Linked DNA regions of Mus musculus: region 2 is linked to region 1. Evidence: chromatin contacts called from public Hi-C data. All regions are on one chromosome and are shown on one strand. Each heading gives the region's core, a stretch centred on a gene start, on an enhancer-like site or on the middle of the called end of the contact. The rest is flanking DNA. Distances are from core to core; before and after follow the strand shown.

The links. Hi-C and Micro-C count contacts between places; a contact is called where the count stands out from the background.
Region 2: a Hi-C map of cerebral cortex shows a contact between it and region 1, with 2.2 times the contacts expected there. The contact joins two enhancer-like sites. A contact is called at or near these places in 7 of 39 promoter capture datasets (the HPC-7 cell line, cranial neural crest, hippocampal neurons and 3 more), 1 of 15 datasets of contacts at CTCF or cohesin (the NIH/3T3 cell line), 6 of 484 Hi-C or Micro-C datasets (cerebellar granule neurons, cerebral cortex, embryonic stem cells and 3 more), 6 of 115 datasets of contacts at active chromatin or transcription factors (the 230-238 cell line, CD8 T cells, T-cell acute lymphoblastic leukemia and 2 more) and 2 of 9 other capture datasets (adipose tissue and embryonic stem cells).

Annotation. Positions count from the first base shown.
Region 1 is chr10:59,586,866-59,593,222 of GRCm38.p6, forward strand. The region is part of intron 1 of Mcu (mitochondrial calcium uniporter); the gene reads right to left. Among named protein-coding and RNA genes, the nearest start is that of Gm40671, 15 kb to the left of the region's middle. Within about 2 kb of position 3,171, at least 130 of the 459 cell types and tissues checked have an H3K27ac peak or open chromatin away from gene starts, as enhancers often do. A contact at or near this core is called in adipose tissue, bone marrow-derived macrophages and cerebral cortex, where this site is marked.
Region 2 is chr10:59,821,515-59,827,932 of GRCm38.p6, forward strand. It overlaps Micu1 (mitochondrial calcium uptake 1), which reads left to right. Exons shown (of 12, transcript NM_144822.3): 9 at 5,675-5,812. Among named protein-coding and RNA genes, the nearest start is that of Gm23803, 6.9 kb to the left of the region's middle. Within about 2 kb of position 3,322, at least 97 of the 459 cell types and tissues checked have an H3K27ac peak or open chromatin away from gene starts, as enhancers often do. A contact at or near this core is called in adipose tissue, bone marrow-derived macrophages and cerebral cortex, where this site is marked.

The DNA of each region.
Region 1 (6,357 bases), core at 1,921-4,420:
TTGTTCCAGAGCAGCATACCTCCGGTGTCCGGTCTGATCGGGCGCTATCTTGAGCTACATCTAGAACAACAGCTCGAAAGCGCCAGAAACGTGCCGTGAGATCTCAAGGAGTTGGCTTCAAGGCTGGTGAATCTCGAAGTTCCGCTCCCAGGTTACACCCAGGTTTAACAACACCTGTTTGTTTCTCTGTTACTCATGAGGCAGATGAATGAAGAGCCACATTCCACAGGGAGGAAATGAGGATCAAGAAGATGAGCGAGGACCTAATCAAAAGCCTTTCCTTCAGGATGACAGGGCCGGCTCAGAACACACGCCCATTCCAGAAGCAACGCCAGTTCCCAGAAGGGAACTCCAAGTGCGACTCACTTCAACCTGGGCTCCTCACTCAGTCACTGGCAAGGATGGAATGGACAGGATTAGCTTGCACAAAGCTCCCTAACTTCTTCAACTAAAAGCCACAACAAGAAACAAATGTATGCTACACAGTAGCAGACACCCGGGATCCCACCACTTGCAATGGTGGAGACACTCCAGGCTACGTACAGTGGGCTTAGGCCAGTCTCAAAGTACTAAAATAACAAATAAATAAAACCTCCAAGAGTCATGCCCTGCTTAAAGATGGAAGAGATTCCAAGAAATGCATTATCAGGCAAGTCCATCCTTGTGAAAACATCAAACCCAAACTAAGTTATTAATGAACTCAAAGTCACTATAATGTTATGGACCCATTATTGCTTATGAGGTTGGTCAGTGTGCCATGCATAGCTGCAGCTTGTAAGGTTCGGTTCTCACAAAAGCGACACCGACATCTGTGAAAGAATACTGACCCTGCCTGTGCAGAGCGCACTTAGGTGTGCTGGCGCTCCTTTTCTATGACCCTGTGTCCGTCAACCTCTGGGTAACTGGCTTATCCAGTCAGAGATCACACTTGAGGGAAGGGTAAAGCCATCCTGCTACGGCATGATGGAGAGAACCTCAATATTGTTCCAGGATAAGCCACTGCACCCACAATATCACCCATAGTGAGCATGGGTGACACATTCTCTTATTTGATCTTACAAAAGCAGTGCCAGATTAAAAACATCTAAATGGTATGCACAGAATGTGGATAGAGTTTTGTCTTCTCATTTTTAGACTTCCCAGTTTCCTAGAGAAGAGTATGACCTACAGTCCTGACTATCTAAGAGGCTGGGATTGCAAGACGTTTCATCCCAGAGTTCAAGGCCAGCCTGAGCACTCAGTAAGACCTGTTACCAAAACAAAAATAGCTTTCTCAGGGTATGGCCACCAGGCACTAAAACCACAAATAAGTTTTAAAAGACAGGCAAAGGGAAATCGAGAGATGGTTCTCAAACAGAAATGGTATCCGGCAGTGCCCAAAGCCACAGCTGAGAGGAGCATGCTACCTGAGCCTGCTGGGTAGGGACCAGGGATGCGGCTACACATTATATGGGAGAGGTTTCCAATCAAGGATCCGCTCACTCAGAACAGCAGTGGTGTGAAGGCTGATTAACGGAGTACAACCTCCCACGCTTGCTTCTGTTAGCTCATCTAAAGCCCACATGTCATTCTGAGGTAGGAGAGTACTAGATAAATCTGGATTGTGCTCCCCTTATAGGGGCCAAGTTTTACAAATGGAAAAGACTTAGCAGGAAGCAGGGTCGACTTTGTTCAGTGTTGAAATTCTGCCTTCCAAAGGCAAATTATGGTTGGCGTAGTAGCTCAGCAATTATAGGCCCTTGTCACCAAGACAAGCCTGACAAGATGGGCCCCATATGGTGGTAGGAGAGAACCAGCTCCCACAGGTGTCTTATGAACTCCACATATACACCAAGGCAGGTATGCACACACACACACACACACACACACACACACACACACACACACACACTCACACTGAATACAAAATGAACTTGTAGGACTGATTTCATTTATAAAAAGACCAAAACGGCAGGGATTTTTTTAATCACTTAACTATATAATGTAATTATTCTTTTGTCCTTGGTGACGATGCTGGGGAATCAAACCACAGCATGATGCCCGGTACGTGATCTGTCTCCGAGGTATATCTCCAGGCTAGGCTCAAACTCTCTCCTTCTGCCTCCACTTCCACAGCGCTGCAACAAAGGCATGTGTCATCACACCCAGGTCATTGTACAAATGGAAAGACTACCAGCTCACCTTTGAGACGGCAGGCTGTACCTACACTGAAGCCATCGGGAGACCTGGCATACTGTAAGCAACTGTAACCACAATCCTCAGGTCTACCAAGATACAAAGAATCAAGAAGTCATTGTCTCAAGGTCCACCAGGATGGGACACTGACATCCCCCTTCATCCCCTTCTCCCATCTCTTCGTTCTCCTGACCAGACACTGTCTTCCTAATATCTCCTGTCTTTGCTAGATCCTCATGCCAGTCTCCTGAACCATGCGCAGATGACACTAGTCACCCCATGGCATCTCAGAGCCCACAGAGTTTCAGTTATACAGGTGTGTCTTTCCTGTATTCACATATACACCAAGGCAGGTATGCACACACACACACACACACACACACACACACACACACACACACACACTCACACTGAATACAAAATGAACTTGTAGGACTGATTTCATTTATAAAATCCCTAGTACACCTCAGAGGAGGGAAGGGGGTAAGAGCAGTGACCTCAGACTTAGTTCAAATAAAGTCTCTCCCAGTTACTTCACCACACACTTCCTCTTCTTACCCATAACCACATCTTCCTTCAACCGGAAGCCCATATAACACCGAGACCGCCCTCGGTTACCCCAAATTGTAGGCAGGGGCTTTTCATTTGTCTCTCAGCAGGAATATGCTTTACCTGTGTCCTCGAAAGGATGGTAAGCCTTCAGTCAGCCCTTCTGTAACTACTCAAATCTAAACTGATCTTCTAATTACTCTTCCAAATTCCCCGTGGTTTTTAACCGCTTAGGACTTTTAAACACTCTTTTTCGGGGGAGGGAGGAATTCTCATCTTCTAAAGCCTGCCTCCCGTGATAGAAATCGAAGGCTGACTTTCCCAGCCTCTCTTTGCAAACAGGGTGGCAGCTCTATGGCCATGTTCTGCCACTCTGGTATTCTGGTTAGGAAGCAGATGCCATCACGGAGGTGGTGCCATGGAATCCACGCTGACCAGAGTGAAACCAGCTCTCCTTCCCAAAGCGAAAGCGGCAGAAGTCCTCGTGGTTCAAGTGGCACTTAGTAATGACAAGGCAGGGCCAACACTTGTTCCCGGTGCGAACGCAGAGCAGTGGGGTCTGCAGTGACTTTAGCCCAGTGGTAGAACGCTGGCGTCGATCCTGACTGATTCTCAGCTCTCTGTGAACTCCAGAGCACACTTTTTAGATCACTTTTTCCTGTTTACTGTAAGCAGGGGGGGCCTGCCGTTTGCAACTACAAACTCTGGTTCACCCCTCGCACCTTTTTCCCACACAGTTCAACGATGAGGTGCTTCCTTATGACTTACTGCATTTGTGGCTGACTGTGAAGCCAGGGATGCTGTGTGCACCGCTCATCTCCATTAACCCAGGACTTAGGACAGTGCTTTACTATGCAGACACATACCCATGACCCAGTTGAAAGAAACTCAACGTCATCAGTGTTATGAGAGTCAAAAGCTAAAAATTAGGACTAACCTGGGCCAGAGAAGTCACACAGGGTTTACAAAGAAGATGACACATCTGCAGGCGATTGAGAAGACAACAGTCTGCAGTCGGGGTGTGGAGAGAGAGAGAGATGCGTGACTTCCGAAGAATGGGAAAGGATGTGGCAAGTGCGGAGAGATGGCTGTTAAGGAAAAGGGCGCTGAGCTCGGAGAGTCTATCATCCGCCATGCATATGAGCTGGATTCTGAATGGCTCTGCACGCTAGGCCTGGAGAAGGCTGGATGCGATGATGCTCTAAGAACACTAATCCTCAATGAGTATTTTCATCTGTTCTTTATTCTAGATGTTATCTTCTGTGCAAAACTACAACAGCTACCCACACATTTTCTACACAGTTCCCTCTCCAAACACTGCCGCTCTATATTTATCTGTTCAAGCTGAGAGACTACAAGAGGAGAAGATCCTTATAATTAATCCTCTTGCAACCAAGCAAATATCCAATTTAAACATAAAAATCCATTACCAAAATGGCCTTTATTCCTCAAACCCTAGCTACAAACTCAATTGTAAAATTTCCCAACGCCATTTATCTTCTAATCTATTAAAATCTTGCACTGGTTCCAAGTATTTAAACTAAGGTCCCCGATGAAATTCTATGCTAAAAATCACACAGTCGTGCTGAAAACAAAATGTGGTCCACTTTATGATAGAATGTTTTAGATAGAATCTTTTAAAAGTACAGCAAATCTGGGCTGGAGGTGGATCTTGATTGGTAAAGACCCTGCCTAACATCCATGAAGCCTTAGGTTCAGTTCCCAAGGTCTACATAAACCAGGTCTGGTGGCTCACCCCCAAAGTATCAAAGTATCAGCACTTGGGAGGTAGAGGCAGGAGGACCAGAACTTCAAGGTCATTCTCAACTGCACAACAAAGTTAAAGCTAGCTGAGGCTACCATGAAATCCTGTGTCAATTCAAACAAACAAACAAAGATTGCAAATCCTATAACTATAGAAAGCCTGCGTAATTATTTTCTGGCCTTATATGAACCAGAAGAGATCCTTAGAAAAACTCTTTAGTGATGTGTGTGTGTGTGTGTGTGTGTGTGTGTGTGTGTGTGTGTGTGTGTCCTAGTTACATCATTAGAAAACATGTGTAAAGAAATGGGCCAAGTGCATACCACAGTGTTCAGAGTGGCAAAGATGGGAAACAAAGTTCTTACGGGATCGGCTTGCTAAGAAACCACACTCTAAGGCTGGTGTAACTCACGGGGGGAATGCCTGCCTGGTGGGAGAGAGGTCCTGGGGTTATCCCCAGCACAGGAGGAGGGAGGAGGAGGGGAAAGCAGCAGTGGCTCATGGAAAAAGCACAAATTTAACTTACATTGATATGCTTTTTTCACATCATAAGTCATAGATCCAAATGTTTGGTAGCACAAGTTGACAAAGATGTAAAGATAGAGTAACCCTCCTAACTCCTATGTTTAGGAACACATCCTAAAATTCACTGTGAGCCAAGATGAACCCACAGGATTATCACCTTAGCAAAGCAATAATCAGCAAAAGACTGGAAATGTATGTGCAACAGAAGGGAATTCACTGATCAAAGTAGGCAATATAGGCTGAGGATTACTTATCTGAAATGCTGGAGAATAAAAATCTGAATTTTTCATGGTTTTGCTTGTGTACAATGAAATGTCTTAAGGATGAGACTCAACTCTAAGCACAAAATTTATTTGTCTCATATGCATTTTATGCTCATAGCCTGAAGGTACATTTATACACTGTATTTTCATTTTTTAAAATGCATGTATGTGGGTAATATTACAAAGACTCAACCAGAGACTTGCTTTTAAAAACCGGCCAATGAAATAAAAACAAAAGTCCACATACAAGGCCGCAGCACGGGATACAGAATCCAGTACAGACAAAAAAGAGAGCACAGACCATCTAAAGAGAGAGCGGGCAAGTACACAAGGTGGAAGGAAGCACAGCTCTTAGCTGGAGACTTGCTTTCAGTGGGATTTTGTTGGTGGGTAGCATACTTCTCAATGATGGTGAAAGGTCAGCCATTTGTCCTCTGGCACATCCAGGTAGATGTTACCCTGGATACCCATGCTGGGATGCTAGCAGGGAGTAGGGCCTTCACCAAACGCACAGCAGAGGAGTGGCCACCAAGGCACTACAGGAATAGCTTAAGCTCTCATCTTCATAAATGAGGCCAGTTGCCTGTTTAATAAGCTTGTCTGATTCATGGTATCAAACACAGGCACGGGGATCTAAGTTCACCCTTTGCTCTCTCTGAGAATGTAGACCTGGAAACTTTTAATAGCCTAGTTGAGGGATGGAGAGCAGAAAAAGGAGAGGGGAAAGTGGGGAGGAGGAGACCCAGCAGCAACTTCTAGAAGATGATACTTTCTGAAGAAAATTGTAACAGAACAGAAAATTAAGCTTTGATAAAGAAAAAACTCTTTTTTTTTTTCAGTGTGCAATAAATAGCTTTGAGGAAAGAAAGAATGCAAATCTTAGTTAAAATGTTGCTGGAGAAAGTAACGGCTCTCCTAAAAGGCAAGCAGACCAGGCTGAGATGTAGCCCGGGCAGAGCATTAGCCTGCAAGCCGGAGGTCCTGAGGCTAAATCCCACACGAGTAAAAATGGGACAGAGAAGGACGGGAGGAGGGGAAGGGCGGGTGAAGAAATTCCGGCAGAGCAAATAACAGTCAGAACAT
Region 2 (6,418 bases), core at 2,072-4,571, 230 kb after region 1:
ACCCTGCTCTGAGTCAGGTCACTTCTCTGTGTCAGCAACTGGCAGGCATGTTACAGCAACAGTATGAAATAGCTGGTGGCAGGCATGGGACAAAATGGCTACAGCTATACTGTGGGGGTGGGAGGTGGGGAGTGGGCGGGGCGGGGCGGGGCGGGTCAGATCTCAACAATCCACTGGGGCAGGTCTTAAATCCACAGGCTCAGTGATCTTCCCTCCTCAACCTTCCATGTAGTGAGGACTGTAGGAGCGTACCACATTTCCCAGGCCCAACAAAACAGCCACAGAAGACAAGCAAGGTTTACCCTGGAGCACTGTGTGAACCAGGCTGGCCTCCACTTCAGAGGTCTGCCTCCTCAGCACTGGGACAAAGGCATGAGCCACCACGCCCAGCCTTGAGTGCTGGAATTAAAGGTGTTAAAGGTGTTTGCCACCTGGCTCCAGCTTAACCAGTCTTTTAAAATGTAAGAAGTCTTAAGATTTGGAATTGAAAAATATAGTTTAGTTTAGGCCAGGCATATCATGCAGAAGTAAAATAATTTCCCAGCATGCACAAGGACCCAGCACCACAAAACCCAGAGAAGTGTAGCAGTTTAGCTAATACTCTGTAATGTCATGGCGACTGGGATCATCCTGTTAGCCCTTGCTGAGCAGTGAGCTGTGGTGCCCGCATTCCAGACTGTAGACCTTCTTTCTCCACTTGCCAGGAGACAACCTGCACCAGACAGTAAAGATTCCTCTTGTGTTGAGAGACGCCCGTCCATTACATAAACAGATTTCAACTCAAACTTTAAAATACGTCACGATTCCCTTAAGAGGAGGGCTCCCATAGAGAATGGTGCCTGTAAGCCTTTTTCCTTTTCATGAACTAGTGGTATGAAACTCCAGACAGAAAGAACAATGGCACAGAGGCCCTGCCGTTCTGTCCCACTGAAGAGCACAGATGTGTCTGGCTAAGTGGCCTGAGGTCACTGTGCAGTGTGGCTCTGTGCGGTTCAGAAGCTAGGAAAGGCCTGGGGAAGCCTGTCATTCTGAAACACGGATATAGGGAGGGATTTGCAGAGGTTGTAACTGTACAGAGGAGCACACGGGCTTTCCTCATCCCAGAGTGCAGCGCCCTCCAAAGCCTTTGCTGAGCAGTGACACACTCTCAGACACTGATTTCTCTCTCCTTCTACTCGTTTTAGCCTCATTTTTTGGCACTTGTAATAAAACATGTATTTTTTTCTCCCTAGCTTTTCATCTTCCTCGGGTAGATAGATAGATAGATAGATAGATAGATAGATAGATAGATAGATAGATAGATAGGTATCATATAGCTAAATGTATATTATCTGTCCTTCCAAAAGACTAGCCCTCCTGTCACCAAGGAGCAGGGGTGGGAAGGAAAGGTGCACTGTGTTTAGAAAGCCAGGAAGAATCTCCCAGTGTTCGCTGTCTTCTCTTTTTTGGCCCTTCTTTGTGGCCCTGCAGCCCCTGGGGTCAACAGGAAGCTTGTATGCGGTTGAGAATGTGGTCGCGGCTGCATAGGGAAGCCACAAGCCTGGGCAGCTGCCTGTGAAACATGGGTAGGCAGACAGATGGTCAGTGATGTGCTGGCCTGCCTGCGCACGTTCTTCGCCACAGGGCGAAGGAAAATAGAATCCCTTAACTGTCACTGAAGCAGAGCTTAAGGGACCCCAGTTTAAGTGGGGCATGTGTTTGCTAAGTCGTGCAAGCCGGTAATGCAGACTGCTTCCAAGATACACAGTTGTTTTCTGCACTATGATAATTTTGTAATTACCTGGGTCTCTCCTTGAGGCCCTCGGTGACCTGGAGGACTGATTACATGCCTGTGACACTCCAAGGGCGCACCTGCAGGTTTGTCAGGATTTAACATATCCTGATTGATATGAGGCCCCCAACACACATACAGTAGAGGGCTTCCAGGTCTAGGTTCATTCAGAGATGATGCACCTAACCCTCAAGAGACTGGAGGCCCCAGGGAGTTTAGAGGTCAGATGGGGTGGAGGGTGCGGGCATCCGTGTGGAGACGGGGTGTGGTGGGGAGGAGGTGTGGGATGTGGAGCAGTTGGAGGGTGGGAGGGGAGGGGTGGGGAATGGAATATGGGGTGTAAAAAATAAATTACAAATTAAATTTTAAAAAAATATGTGGTGGTTTGAATAGGAGTGGCCCCTGTAGACTCATTAGAATGCTTGGCCCATAGGAAGTGGCACTCTTAGGAGGTGTGACCTTATTGAAGGAAGTGTGTCATCACTGTGTAGGAGGGCTTTGAGGTCATCTATGCTCAAGCTCTACCCAGTATGGTTGCACAGTTGCCTGTGCTGCCTACAGATCAAGATGTAGCTCTCTCAGCCCCATGTCTGCCTACACACCACCAGATATCGCACCAGTGATGACAATAAACTAAACCTCTGAGCCTGTAAGCCAGCACCAATGAAATGTTTTCCTTTTTAAGAGTTGCCATGGTCAAGGTGTCTCTTCATGGCAACAGAAATGCTAAGAAAGAATACAAGATGGGAGTCAGGCATGGCGGGGCACACTTAGAGAGCTGAGGCAGCAGGATCATGAGGTTGAGGCCAGTGTGGGCTGCACAGTGAGAAGTCTATGTCAAAAAAATAAGTGTACACATGATCTCTCCAGCCATGTAACATCTATCCATGGCCCTTGACATTTTAGTCAGTAGATCCCCGAAATGCAGTCCTCAAAACTCCCAAACTACCATTTAGTAGGTCTTCAACTTTAAAATGTTGAACAAGTAGAATGTTTGTGTCTGTTAGCAGATGTAGTGTGTGAAACACCTACCACCTACCTTCCCCCCCCACACACACACACGCCCTCTACCCCCACCCCACCCCACCCCACCCCACCGCACCCCTGCCAGCTTGGCCTCATTTAAGCCCTCAGAACCTAATGGCTTGGGGCTGGAGCTCAGTGTAGAGCCCTTGCCTGGTATGCACAAGACCCTGATCCTCTGCAACATGAAAAACCTCATTAGGTAGCTTTACCCCAGAAGACCCCGTAGGCTAAACTGAGAGATGCTGGCTGTCCAAAGTGAAAGCATAGAGCTGAAGCCATGAGTTTTGAAGTCGGCCAGGCTGCAGAAAGGACAAATATTGATGTTTAAGCCTTTTGGGTTCTAATTGCTTGATAATAGTGGAACATGTTACCAAAAGCCAAGTTTGTGTCTTCAAAAACTAGTAAAAATACTAATTTGAGCATTGAAATTGCTACTTGAGGCTCTCCCCTAGAAACTGCCCTTGAAACACAACAGAGGAATGTTTGTGCCTTTAGAGGGTGGAAACTGAAGGCTTTTCATGAACCCTGAGCAAGCCAGCCGCTGTCAGGTTTACAAACAAGAAGCATTTCAACTTCGAATCTGCCTTGTTCCACCCTGGTAGGGAGTTCCAGAAAGGCAGGCATGTCTATCCAGATCCTCCAGGCCAGCCCAGAGAGCCGCGGGGCACAGCTTTGGGGTAGACCCTGCCTGTAAATACATTCTGTATGGTCAACTCCAGCTCAGCCATCTGACCCTACGGGAAACCTGCTTTAAACAGTGCAAAACGTTGCCCGCTTTCAGAATTTTTATCAGTTCCTCCGTTTTGTTTCAGGATGGCAAATTGAGCCATAAATCAAACTTAAATCGAATCCCCCCAAAACTTTGGGTTTTGTCAGAAATTAATCAGTTCTGTGCAAGAGACGGAGTGACGGATGGGAACTGCTGTGGGCCCGAGTGGGAAAGGAGCCTCTGGCCTGTGGTGGTGATGTCGATTCCTTTGCAGGAGGAGTTGTGCTTTCCTTCAGCCGGCTCTCGGCCCCGCCCCTCCTCCCCACTGTTGTAGCTTATTCAGAATATCAGGGTGCTGCCCTGAAGGTTGCAGAGAAGTAGGGAATTTTGTGAATCCAGATGGACTACATCTGCTAACCCAGCTTAGTCAATTGCACGTTGCCTCAGGCTTCTTGTCTGCAAAGCAGAGCCAAGAAGCTCCACCGACCTGACAAAGATTTAAATGAGAGAGTGTACGGGGAACTTCTGGAGTGAGGTGCATGCGCAGTAAAGAGTTGTTATTGCGGTGTAGTTCTTGTGGCTTGTATACTCTGTGACTCATGAGGGAGGAAGCAAGACTGGAAAGAATCTACTCTTGGATATTTCCATTTTTATCACTGTCTTACATGTGTCATCTGCCTAGCAGAGGTCCCCAGGGATCTTCCTTCCCATGCCGCACGGTGACTCACACAGTGCTGGACAAGGAGAAGACGGTGGGGACATGCTTGTTGACATGAACTTACTTAGTACCATCTGACATCTGTGAACTCCCTCTCAGGAGAGCAGATCAACCCTGCCATGTGGGAGTGTGAGGACATTCTACCATCCTCCTGTCCTTTTGGCCCCTACTTGGCCACTAGGCCTACCCTGCCTTTTATAATTATTATTATTATTATTATTAGCCTTAATCAGCACTAGAGCTGGGCAGATATCCACCCTCTAAGCTATTAGAATCTATTTCCCCATTAATAACCCTGAGTTATAATTCTCCATGTTTCGTCTGAACTGCTCTTAACTTCAGTTGGCCAGTCCTCATAGCCATGCTTTCATGACTCTCCTACCCATGACATCTTCTTCTCCCATCCTCTCCCTCTCTCATGGTCTCCTCAGATCCCAAGCCTGGGAACTCCAAGCCCTGCCTATATCAATTCTGCCCAGCTATAGGCTGTAGGCATCTTCATTCACCAATCAGGAGTAACTTAGGGGTCAAGGTGACATTGCATCACTTGAGTCTATGTGCAGATTTTCTCATCCTTGGGGGCAACCAGGCCTTAGGGACCAGTATTTAGCATTATAATACATTATAATAATATAATTCTAATACATAGCAAAAGACCAAACCTCAACATTACGTGTTACATATTACATAGAACTAACATTGCAACTGGGACCAAGAGAGCTTCCTTGTCCTGTTTCTAAATGAAATCTCAGTGCTCTGATAAGCTTAGATTAGCTCAAGGTTCTTTGTCTTGTTACATATTTCTCTTAAGCATTATTGATGTCCTATCATTCAGATATCCTTTTTGAGAAAACTTGTTAATTACATTACGCTTGTTTGAAATCCTTAGGGATCTATTTGATTTTTGCATAAGCATGATTGATAAGACTTAAAATCCTTATTTTAAGTCTTCTCTAAGAAGCAAGGTCATGGATGATCTTAGAGACTGGTTATTACTATTAATGTATGAACTCTCGAACTCAGGAGGCAGAGGCAGGCAGAGCTCTGTGAGTTCGAGGCCAGCATGGTCTACATGCTGAGTCCCAGGCCAGCCAGGAACTCATAGTGAGAGCCTGTCTAAAAAGAAGAAAAGAGAAAAATTGTGAAATTTTCTATAGTTTTAAAATTGGCCCTGTTCCTCAAGGATGCTCCTGACCCAAGGGGGGATGGGGAGGGGTTGTCTGTTCTGAGTTTAACTGTTTGGTTTTATTATTATTGGTGCATATTAGTAACTCAGAGTAATGACCTTCATTGTGATGACGTCACACAGGCGTTTAAGCAGTTCTGCTTTCTCTGTGAGGAACCAAGGGCCAGATTCATTTCTCCCCTCAAACACAATTGATCATCCCACAGCCCACACCAAAATACCTTCCATGTAACTCCCAGAACACTCTGTCTGCTTCCTCCCCAGTTTGAACGCCATGACCCGGTAGATGGGAGAATCTCTGAGAGGCAGTTCGGGGGCATGCTGCTGGCCTACAGTGGAGTGCAGTCCAAGAAGCTGACCGCCATGCAGAGACAGCTGAAGAAGCACTTCAAAGATGGGAAGGTAGGTTGCCTCGGATACAGGGAGAAATAAAACCATGGGAACCTCTGGGTTTTGCAGAGGTATCAATAATAATGAGAACGTGTCGTGAACCATTCGGGAATGAATACATCTCTCAGCTCTAAGGCCCAAAGAGAGAAGAATAGTGAACAGTACACAGAGAGTAGGAGAGAGGGTAGAATAACCCCAGGTCTCTTGATCAAAGCCAGATGGCTCCATGCACTGGAACTGAAGAACATTGAAAAGTTCATTTGGATGGGAAGAAAGATAGTATTCTGTTGTAGGTGCCTTGGATTTAAAATAACTATAGGCTGTCCACGTGGAGATGACCACAAGGCAGCTCAGCATGCACATCTGCCTCGGAGCCCTGAGCCAGGTTTGGTAATCATTGGTCCTTAAAGCCATGAGAACTGGAGAGATCTCCTGAGGAGTCTTGCACAGATTGAAAACGATGGACCAAAGGCAGAATCCACTGAAACATGATCTCGAGAAGGCGGGGGAAGGACTTACCCAGTCTGCTTTGCACCGCTGATAAACACCATGACCAAAAGCAACTTGGAGAGGAAAGGATGGAGCAAGCTTACAGGTTATGATTCCTTGTCAGAGGAA